Linked DNA regions of Mus musculus: all the other regions are linked to region 1. Evidence: chromatin contacts called from public HiChIP or PLAC-seq data. All regions are on one chromosome and are shown on one strand. The core of a region is the stretch at or near the end of the contact, and the rest is flanking DNA. Distances in the headings are between cores, read along the strand shown.

Region 1 (3,278 bases), core at 376-2,875:
GCACAGGTATACTGAGATACAAAGTAGGTATACAAGGCATTAATTGCTAAATCATAAAGGATTTGATTTTAGAACCATTCTATGGAGTCTAGAGTAGTGCCTCAGCAGCTAAGAGCACTGGCTGCTCTTCCACAGGCCCTGAGTTCAAATCCCAGCACCCATAAGGCAGCTCTCAACCACTTAAGACTGTAGTGACATGGGATCTGATACACTCTTCTGGTGTGCAGACATACATGCAGTCAAAAGACCCATATACAATAGATAAATAAATAAATAAATATAGATATTTACAAAATTATTTGGTGTACATAATTCTACTATTAAAGATGAAAGTAAACCTGCATACCAATAAATGCATAGACTTGCTTATTTTTAAATAAAGAATTAAATCCTGGCTGTAGGTTTCCTCAACGTTTTTCATTTTTTTTCAGTTTACCAATATTTTGATTTGATATATCAGTGCTGAGAACACCACTTTGCATAAATATGTTGTACAAAATTGTAGGAGCATGTTTAGCGCCATATTGGGAAAAAGCTGAATAATCTCACATCAAAACTTATTTAGTGATTTTTGAATGAGACTCAAGTCAATAACTCAGCCATTTTTAGAATCAAGCACCTTAAAGCAACAAATCCCAAAGATGCACGCATTTCACACTTAGGGTATGACAAGCTGAAAAACGATTTAGTAAAATATTAAAAGGTTTTGCTTTCTGAAATTAAATAATTATGTTTCTACAAGTTTAGAAAAGTTGCTCATATGTTAAATCTTAATAAACAATACTCTCGATTCTGAGTTGAGATGTTTCCGGCAGCATTTGCTGGGCAGTGCACACATACCCTGCTGCAGAGAGTCGTGAGGAAGCACCGCTGGGTGCGGTCAGAAACACCTTGAACTCACAACTCACAGTTTGATTTTTGAATTAACTTTGCCCACTGTCTCAGGAACACTCCTCCTTCCCTTTCAAAACTGCTGTCACATTTTCTCCTACATTTGTGGTTGCGACCTACAGCTTAAGTAGATGTTCAAACACGATGTGGTAGAAATCCTAGTTTTTTTTTGTTTTTTTTTTTAAGCCACCAATTTTTTTGTTTGTTTCAAATGTGCATGCTACAAAACCGCCCCGTCCCTAAGCGAGCACAGCAGCGACGGGACTGAGATGGCTTGTCTGAGAAACCTCTCCCTAATCGCGCGGGTTGACTGTCGTTCCACTCCACGGCTCAGGGGTTCAAACTTTTTGACGTTCTGACTCTAGGGGATTGACTCAGCGTGTACGGTAAGAGCTTAGGTTCGAATCCCACTTCCCACTCAGGAATGTAGGCGGTCGGGGGGGGGGGGCGTGCCGTGCGGCGTGACCCGGGGCGACCTTGAACTTCCGAGTCCTCCAGTGTCTCAGCCCTCCCTGGTCCCCTCCTGGCCATGTCCACTCACTTCTCGGAGAGTCCGGCCCAGCATAGCCCTCGGAGTCAGCCGGTAGCACCGGGTCCCGGAACAGAGGAAGGAGTCAATCTCTGCCACCGGCGTTACATGGGCGCAGACATCTTGGCTCCTCTTTAACAACGAGCGCCTGGATTGGTCGAGTTCCGGGCGGCGGAAATGATCTCTGCACACGATTGGCTCGCGCGCCGGCGACCGGAGGCGCGCGGACAGGCAAGGAGACCGCGGCCGGGGTCGTGTCAGGAATCCGCCTGACCTAGGAATTGCTAGCCTTGTTTGCTTGTCCCTCTGAGGACTCCCTGCTTGCTTGCTTTTTTTTCCTTAAGGGGAAGGAGAGCGTAAGGAAGGAATGGCCAGTGTACTGACTGGACGCCAACTGGGACATTTCTGACGTGGGGAGCACAGTAGCAATTCTATTTTAATTCCGTCGCGGCTTTAGGTTGAGTTTGCTTCTGAAAGCTCCCCCTCGCTTAATTGACCTGTGGGTTTGGCAGATTTTGGCTGAATTGAAATGTGTTAGTTTGACCTGCTTCAGGTCCTTTCTCTCCACCGTCGCACCCCCCACCCCCGCTCCTCCTTTCTTTTTTCTTTTTCTTTTTTTCTTTTCTTTTTTTCGAGGAAACGTTCTCCATCCCTGCTCAGGATGGGCGTTTTGAAGACCTGTGTACTTAGAAGAAGTGCTTGTGCCGCCGCCTGCTTCTGGAGAAGGACAGTTATCCCAAAGCCACCATTTAGAGGCATTAGTACTACGTCTGCGAGGAGCACTGTCATGCCCGCTTGGGTGATAGATAAATATGGAAAGAATGAAGTCCTTCGATTCACCCAGAACATGATGTTACCTATCATACACTATCCAAATGAAGTCATTATCAAAGTCCACGCTGCCAGTGTAAATCCTATAGATGTTAATATGAGAAGTAAGTTGTCCGGGTTTGTTTGGTTTTAAATCAAAATTCACTGGGCACACAGGTGTTTTGTTGTTTTTCTTTTGAAACAAGGGGTCGTTGTCTAGCCCAGGCTGGCCTCCAATTCATTGTATACCACTGACTAGTCTCCACTCTGCCGCCCTCCTGCTCTGCCTCTCCAGGCCTGGGATTTAGCAGGTGTAGACCACACCTAGTTAATAGACTACATTTAGGTTGGCGTGAGGGAGTCATTTAGGTTTCTTATTACATGTATTTATTTTGTGTTTGGGTGTGTGGAACAGGGCCCAAGTGGAGGTCAAAGGACATCTTGTGGGAGTGAGTTTCTTCCTTCTACCAGGTAGGCTCCGGGCATTAAACTGACCACCAGGCTTGGTAGCAAGCACCACTATAGGCAGAGCCATCTGGTTTCTGATACTATCCCTGCAAATATTTACGACGTTTTGTTGTCACAACTGCTAAGGTATACTTTAATCTTTTATTAAATGTGTTTGTTTCCTTTCACATATGAGTTGGGACCGAGAAGTGATATCTACAGTTAATTTGCTCTGTGGTAATTTTAGGGTCCAGCACAGGCTCCAGAGTTTGGCTATGTTTCCCCATCAGTTCAGAGTCTGGGTCTATGTAATTCCTGTATCCTTCTTGCTGTCCCACGGTTCACAGCTTCTGTTATAGGCCCAGTGTACCAAGCAACAGAGCAGAACTCCTGATAGGGGCACAGCATCCTCGTCATTTCTCATATCCCCATTCCCCACTCCCCACCTCCAGCTTAAATGTGTTTTCTTGTTATACACCCGCTGAAGCTGGGATAATGTTATCCTAATTTCTCTTGCTGGGTCATATTGAACAGCTTGGGGAGAGCATTCCTTAAATGTATTCTTATATTCTATACTGTGGTTCTATTATAGTGGTGAACA
Region 2 (3,278 bases), core at 503-3,002, 230 kb before region 1:
TGAGTTAGCACTCCATCAAAGGGATATAGTGTAAACAAAACCATAATATCAGATAAGACAGCATATGTGGAATGGGAGCTGAGAGGAGAACAGAGCATGGGGACCCAGAGGGACAAGAAAGGTGGCACCCTGGGGCCCTGCAGAAGGCAAGGGAGAAGAATGGCCTGTGACTCTGCAAGGGAACAGAGAACAAGAAAAGGGTGACATGAACACTCCAATTTTAGTTAAGCAGGGAGTGGAAACGAGGCCATTATTAGATCTGCTATCTGGGTGGCTGTGTTAATGATACATGACTCTATCACCATTACCCCAGGACAGAGCTGCTCAAAACCTCACATGTCTGTAATTCTCACAGACACTGGGGGTCAGGCATCAGAAGCAGCTCCGGCTGAGGCCTCTCACGGGGGAGGGTGTGGGTGTGGGCGTGGTCCAGCTGTCACTCAAGTTAGGGTGCATTTCTAATATGTCTAGTGGAGGAGACTTCAGTTCTCCCTCTGTGTGCTCTAACTCCATGCAAGTAAGCCAAGAAAGAGATGCAGTGTACTCTAACGTAAGTAAAGTAAAGATGGGAGGTGATAACCCACCATGTGCGCCAAGCCGCACATGAAGAAGTGAGTCCTAGTGGGTCCCCACTTCCCTAGAAGTGGGTCACTAAGTATGTCCGACTCCCCGTGGGAATGGAAACCATCTCCTTAAAAAAGTATCAACATTTACAGAGATATATTCAGAACCGGCTCAAAATCTTGGGTAGTTTCTGCCAGAGCCGTGATAGAGAAGGATGAAGTGAGGCACGCCCCCTTTCTAGAACCGTGCCTCTGAAGAAACCGGGGAGGAAGCGTAGAGACAGTTTTAAAATCTCCCATGACTTTCACTTGTTAACACAGGGCCTACACTGTATAGATTTACAGTTAGCTAACCGCTAACAGGTAGGAGACAATGGGCCCAAAGGTGTTGAACTAGCCCTGCACATTCCTGCGGACACGGGAAGGGACTCATACAATCTATCTGATTCGCATTGTATCGACCGTAGAGGAGAGCGCCGCAGTCGCCGCGACTCCCTTGGGATCTAGGGCTCACTGTTGGGTGGGGTCTGCCACCACGACGGCCCTGTTACCTAGGAGGGGCTGCTAAGCAAACAGAGCCCTGTTTTATAAGTGGAGCTGCGCATGGGGACCTCAATGGAAGAGGAATAAAGATTCACATGTGAGAGAGGGGAAGGGCAGCCGGAAGCGGGGCTGATGAAGATGAAGAGGCGCTAGGACCTGCACTTTGGTTCCACTATAAACGGGAGGAGTGGGCTTTACTTTACCAATTTTGAAACGGAAGAAACGAGCGTGCGTGTAAAATGCTGGCCAATTATAGATCTCTTCAGCAAAATTAATAATAAAGCCTAAGGGAGACATTTTAGGTAGTGGTGTGAGGGTGTGGGCTCAGTCCACCTTCTGGGAGCTGAGTCACTTCCCAACTCAGCTATCTGATGGTTTCACAAGGGTAGGCTGAACCTGACCATGGCAACCGTGTTTGCCGTAGGAAAAAGCAACCCGCTTTAGTAGTTTTGCCGAACGGAGATAGCTTTATTTCTAAACACATTTAGCAGTGGACTACTTGTTCCCGTGCAGATGTGGGGTGAAGTGTCCGTTAAAGCTATTGCTCACTGATGAGACAGTGGACGTCCAGATGCGGGGGAGTGGCACAGAGGGGATGGGCCGGAGTTCCAGTGACCAGATAGTGAGTTCCTCTTCTGTAGATTCTAGGGGTATAATTTCCTCTTTCCTCCTGTCTTGTCTAATTGCCTCATATGCAGGCTAAGGTTGTGGTATGAGACTCGTGGGAGGGGTGAGGAAGTAGCTATTCAGGGAGAGAGCAAAAATATCCAGTGTATTTTATACATTTATATTTCTAGACTTTGCTGATTTTTTTTCCTTTTTCTTTTTGCTTTGCCTATTTAAATTTTACAAGTGCTAAGACGATATTATCAGAACCAAAAGACCTTTATAACTACACTCAACTGTAAGGTTCCCTCACTTCTACCCCACCCATGGCGATCTTCAGCCTGAATCACATGATTTCAGTTCCTTGATTTCTTTTTTTTTATTGCAATTATTCCTAAAACATATGTCAGTTTTAATTGCAGCTGCCTGTGATATTACGGAAAGAGGGCTGGTAATGCTTTCCAGCTTTTTGTGTACTGAACTCTTGGTTTTGATCCAACCGCTTGACTCGTTCATTTCCCCTGCTGTCAAAATGTTTTTACCAAAGGTGTTTTGTACGTTTTAGTCACAACTTCTTTAAATGTTTAAAACAAAAATATAGAGCCAGGCATAGAAGTCCATATTCCTCTTTCCAGAGCTCATTGAAAGATAGGCCCGGCATGAAGACACACCCCCAGTCTGAGACACACAGCTAATACTGTCTCAAAATAAAACTTCAATTTAATGTAATCAGACAAAGGATACCAGGTTTATCTGCAGACTGTTAAAAGACAGTTTATATAGTACTTGTGTAGGGAGTAAGTTCGTTATCCTGTGTCATCTTTATAGGTTGTTTTTTTCAGCATCGGTACCTTAAAGCACTTTCTCCTCTCTGACTTCTAATTCAGAAGTCAAACTTTACTTACCAAACATAGTTTGAAGGGCAATAAAACATTCTTCATGAAAGGCATAGAGTTTACATAGTAAGGTTAGCAAAGATTCCTTCAAGTTTCCAGTTTGTAAATCTTTGCAAAGCATTATCTCAGAGCAACTGAACATTCAGTAATTTATCTGTCTTTTATCTACAGAAGTCCCCCAAGCTCCAACCAAACCTAAGGCGGTAAATGGTTCTGGCTTTGGGAATTGCTCATGTGTTGTAACCTTTTGATTTGTCAGGTGCCATTTGTCTTTTGCTAAGGTAGCACAGGGATGTTCATCCTCATTTGGAATCCAAGCCAGCATTTGGCAAAGTTTATACAAACCATTGCTGAAGAAACAGTGTCTGGTAACTATGGCAGTGATGAGTCTCTCTGGAAGAACTTTCTGGGGCCAAGGACAACCCCCTTAGTCTTGGCCAGAAATCCTCATTACCTTAGCCAGGAAAGGCCTGTCCCTTCCCGGGGGTAAGGTGGGGGATGGGAGGGAGGGAACAGGTGAGGCAGCAGCCCTGTCCCCACACACCCACCCGCTCCCAAGGAGACACAGCCGCATCTACGTGACATTTGGTGAAAGCTGGCTCTCCTTCCTTCAGAGAAACTCCCAGGGATGGCAAGAGATAAGAAGTTTCTAGGAAGGGAAAAAAAAAAA
Region 3 (3,278 bases), core at 421-2,920, 210 kb before region 1:
TGAGCCAAGCGAATGCTGGGAATATGGTGCCTGTTGTCTTGGCAACTGGTCTGCAGGTCACAGGTCGCGCTGTCACCTATGTGATGTCATAGGTTTGGAATGTCCTGATGCCAACAAGTAGTGTGCAATGAGATGTGGAAGAGGTCAGAGGTCACTTACCATGTTGCTAACGGAAGCTATAGTTCAGTTGGGAAAGTGTTAGCTTTCCAGGGACTCCACATATAAAACTAGGTATTGTGGCATGCCCTTGTAATCTCAGCACTGAGAGGTGGAGACAGGAGGAGGCCAGGAGCTCACTAGCAAGCCAGCCTAGCCTAAAACAGTGAGCCCCAGGTCCCAGTGAAAGACCCTGTCTCAAAACCAGTGTAGTGCACAGAGTTGCATCCAAACTTGACTGTGGCTTTCAAATGCATGTACATAAGTGCACCCCACAGCAGATGCATGCATACATACACACACACACACACACACACTCACGAGAGAGAGAGAGAGAGAGAGAGAGAGAGAGAGAGAGAGCAAGAGAAAGCACATTTGCAATCTAAGAGAAAATAAAAAGAAACCAGTATTAATAGAATATTCTGGTAGCCACTGCTTAGTCACTTGGGCAGTTAGATGGTCAAATGGAATTTAGTGGGCGCTGGACATTCACATAACCTGGAGGTTCTGGTGACTCCTGCTTCCTGGTGCTGTCCAGTGTTGTGGAAATGTAGGTGTAAAACCAGGGGAATAAGAAAACATGTTTCTTCCTGTTATAGTTTTGCTTTAGAAGTCAGGCAAGTCCAGGTCAATTCCGGCTCAGAAATCACGTGTGCTATCAGCATTTACTAAATCTGTATGGATGTCATTTCCTTAGCAAAATAAACCTAATACAGGAACTGCCGGTTGGAAAGCTCTGAGCACTGTGCTTGCCAGAGGCTTCTGCCTGAAATAGGGATGACACAGTTCTCTCCCAGGAAAGTGTTGCTATAGTAAAGCAAGCCTAGAGCTGGCAGGGCACCTAACCCTGGGGTCAGCCTGGTGTCACTTGAGCCTGAGGAGTAATTTGCACAAGCCAAGAAGCTGGAGAGGTATGGGAGGTGGGAGTGGGGAGGGGTGGTAACTCCAGGAGAGCCCTAGGAGGTGGGAGGGGAATGGTAACTCCAGAAGAGCCAAGGGAGGTGGGAGTTGGGGGTGTAACGCGAAGATTCGAAGATTCGGGGCTCTGTGCTTCCTGTGTGTTTGCAGGAATGTGATTGTTTCTCCAGTAATCCTCCCAGGGCCACTGATTATCTTCAAGGCTAATCAGAAGACACCAGGAAATAAAGTTTTCTGTGTGTGCTTAACCTTTGCCAAACTCTTTTAAATCCTTTTGTTTGCCAGAAAGTTGTATCAATTCAAATCTGTTCACGCTTCCAGTTTCGGTCTTCTCTGTTTCACTGGAGCCTGCTGCCTGGGAGGGAGCCTGAAGCAGGGATGGGAAAGGGGTGGGGAAGGAGAAGGCTGCTTCGGGTAGTCTCTGAGTCAATGGGATGTTCCTTTCGTCGTCTCATTTCAAATATTTCTTTTTTTTCATATTGACAGAAAGAATTAGGTTTGGGGCGAATGGAAAGATGGAGTGATTCAGAAGAGGGGGAGAGAGAACGCCGAACAGGTCACAGCTTAAAATGTCAGCAGTGACTTCAGCAGCGGGAATGATGGGAACACTGGTTGCTCTCCTAACATAAACTAAGGTGGATAGCATTCCTGTGACTCACGTTCACTTGTAATCCTGTCTTAAATGAGAGGAGCATGGGTGAAGGTGTCAGATTTCATCTTCTGGACTTTTCAAAGGGATAGGCATGATACCCACCAGTCCAGGCTCTGGATTCTGGGGCATCGAGACACATCTGTCTAAGTTTTAGTGTTATAGCTGTACCCCCAAATCTCCTTCTCCCTCTTGTGTGGGACATGCAGTGGATTTCAAAGGTGGGACTGATATGTGCCATGATCGATTGCTGCTTAGCCAGGTTGCTAGCAGAGCCATTATCTTGGCTAACCTAGAACAGCCTCTTTGGAAATGGAAGCAATAGAAAAGATATTCAGGTGGTATACACTACCAAGCAGTTTGTAGAAAGTGCCCTTTGCTCGTGCTTAATTGGAAAGACAAATCTTTCTTTTACACTATTATACTTTGCATAACCTATAACCGGGTGAGCTGGGCTGAGGACACCCCACAGTACCTAGGAGGGAGGAGCACACCAGCCTTCTTCCTCCATGCTCCACCCCCATCCTTACTGCCCAAACCCTGTGACTGAGGGCCAAGGGCTGCGCTTTAACCCGGGCTCTTACTCTTTTTATTTTTTTTAAAGATTTATTTATTATTATATCTAAGTACACTGTAGCTGTCTTCAGATGCACCAGAAAAGGGTGTCAGATCTCATTACCAATGGTTGCGAGCCACCATGTGGTTGCTGGGATTTGAACTCAGGAATTTCGGAAGAGCAGTCAGTGATCTTAACGGCTGAGCCATCTCTCCAGCCCCCAGCTCTTATATTTCTAAACCCACTCACCCAACCTTCCTCATATCTTCCTTTTGTCCCGGTTGCTCTTGAGTCTTGCTTTTAGAACTTCAACATGTGCGCAAAACCTCCAGTGATCTGTTTCAGGTATAGGCTCTGATTCAGTAGGACTGGGTGGTGTGGCCAGTCGAGGTTCTGCACGTCAATCATGCTCCTGGGCGGTGCCAACGCAGCGGGTCCTCAGACCACACCTTGATTACAAAATAAGCTTTGTACTCGAGGATCCTGACGCTTTCTTGTTCTGAAAGAGGTTTAAAATCAAAATCAAAACAAGCAAACAAACAACAACAACAAACCCCCAATAAATTAGTAACCTTGGCCAGCCGCGAACTAATAGTTTTTTGAAATGGTCTGTTCTTAACGCCCACTCCCACCCCGACCCTGTTGTTTAGATAATGCATTTAGAGGCAACGGCCAGGCCAGGATTCTCCAGCCTGTGTTTTATTTCTAAATGTGCTTGTGTTAGCTTCAGCCTAGTGCTTCACTCATAGGTCTCTTAGAGAGCAGTGCCTCTAATCTAATATTTCCAAAATAACGAGCAACTGCTGGCTGATGAGAACTAAGGTTGGCATAACGCTGTAAGATGAAGAGCTGGCCCTCTGTCTTGTGTCTCCCTGGGAGCTTCAGCAGTGACAAGTGGAGGGAAGTTTGGCTCACAGGACCAAGGTTTCTCCGACTGTAATCTTCATAGCAGATCTGAGCCACAGTTGTCTGCTTTGGTCAGTCAGACAGTAGAGTCCC

What was found. HiChIP or PLAC-seq counts read pairs in DNA pulled down with a chosen protein or histone mark.
Region 2: a contact with region 1 is called in an H3K4me3 HiChIP or PLAC-seq map of fetal liver, with 5 times the contacts expected there. The contact joins the enhancer-like site here to the promoter of Rtn4ip1 in region 1. A contact is called at or near these places in 6 of 484 Hi-C or Micro-C datasets (B cells, the G1E-ER4 cell line, bone marrow-derived macrophages and 1 more), 7 of 115 datasets of contacts at active chromatin or transcription factors (the SCID.adh cell line, acute myeloid leukemia, bone marrow-derived macrophages and 3 more) and 4 of 9 other capture datasets (adipose tissue, liver, macrophages and 1 more).
Region 3: an H3K4me3 HiChIP or PLAC-seq map of craniofacial prominence shows a contact between it and region 1, with 3 times the contacts expected there. The contact joins the enhancer-like site here to the promoter of Rtn4ip1 in region 1. A contact is called at or near these places in 2 of 39 promoter capture datasets (the C10 cell line and erythroid cells), 1 of 15 datasets of contacts at CTCF or cohesin (large pre-B cells), 16 of 484 Hi-C or Micro-C datasets (the AtT-20 cell line, B cells, the C10 cell line and 12 more), 12 of 115 datasets of contacts at active chromatin or transcription factors (the SCID.adh cell line, SST interneurons, bone marrow-derived macrophages and 9 more) and 3 of 9 other capture datasets (adipose tissue, liver and pancreatic islet).

The regions. Positions count from the first base shown.
Region 1 is chr10:43,900,182-43,903,459 of GRCm38.p6, forward strand. Rtn4ip1 (reticulon 4 interacting protein 1) reads left to right here and starts at 1,626. Exons shown (of 9, transcript NM_130892.5): 1 at 1,626-2,355. The coding sequence starts at 2,082. It overlaps Qrsl1 (glutaminyl-tRNA synthase (glutamine-hydrolyzing)-like 1), which reads right to left and starts at 1,555. Exons shown (of 11, transcript NM_001081054.2): 1 at 1,433-1,555. The coding sequence starts at 1,456.
Region 2 is chr10:43,666,364-43,669,641 of GRCm38.p6, forward strand. No RefSeq gene overlaps it. Among named protein-coding and RNA genes, the nearest start is that of Gm40632, 7.8 kb to the right of the region's middle. Within about 2 kb of position 1,753, at least 90 of the 459 cell types and tissues checked have an H3K27ac peak or open chromatin away from gene starts, as enhancers often do. A contact at or near this core is called in B cells, the G1E-ER4 cell line, the SCID.adh cell line and 5 more, where this site is marked.
Region 3 is chr10:43,688,396-43,691,673 of GRCm38.p6, forward strand. No RefSeq gene overlaps it. Among named protein-coding and RNA genes, the nearest start is that of Gm40632, 14 kb to the left of the region's middle. Within about 2 kb of position 1,671, at least 84 of the 459 cell types and tissues checked have an H3K27ac peak or open chromatin away from gene starts, as enhancers often do. A contact at or near this core is called in adipose tissue, a colorectal cancer cell line, craniofacial prominence and 5 more, where this site is marked.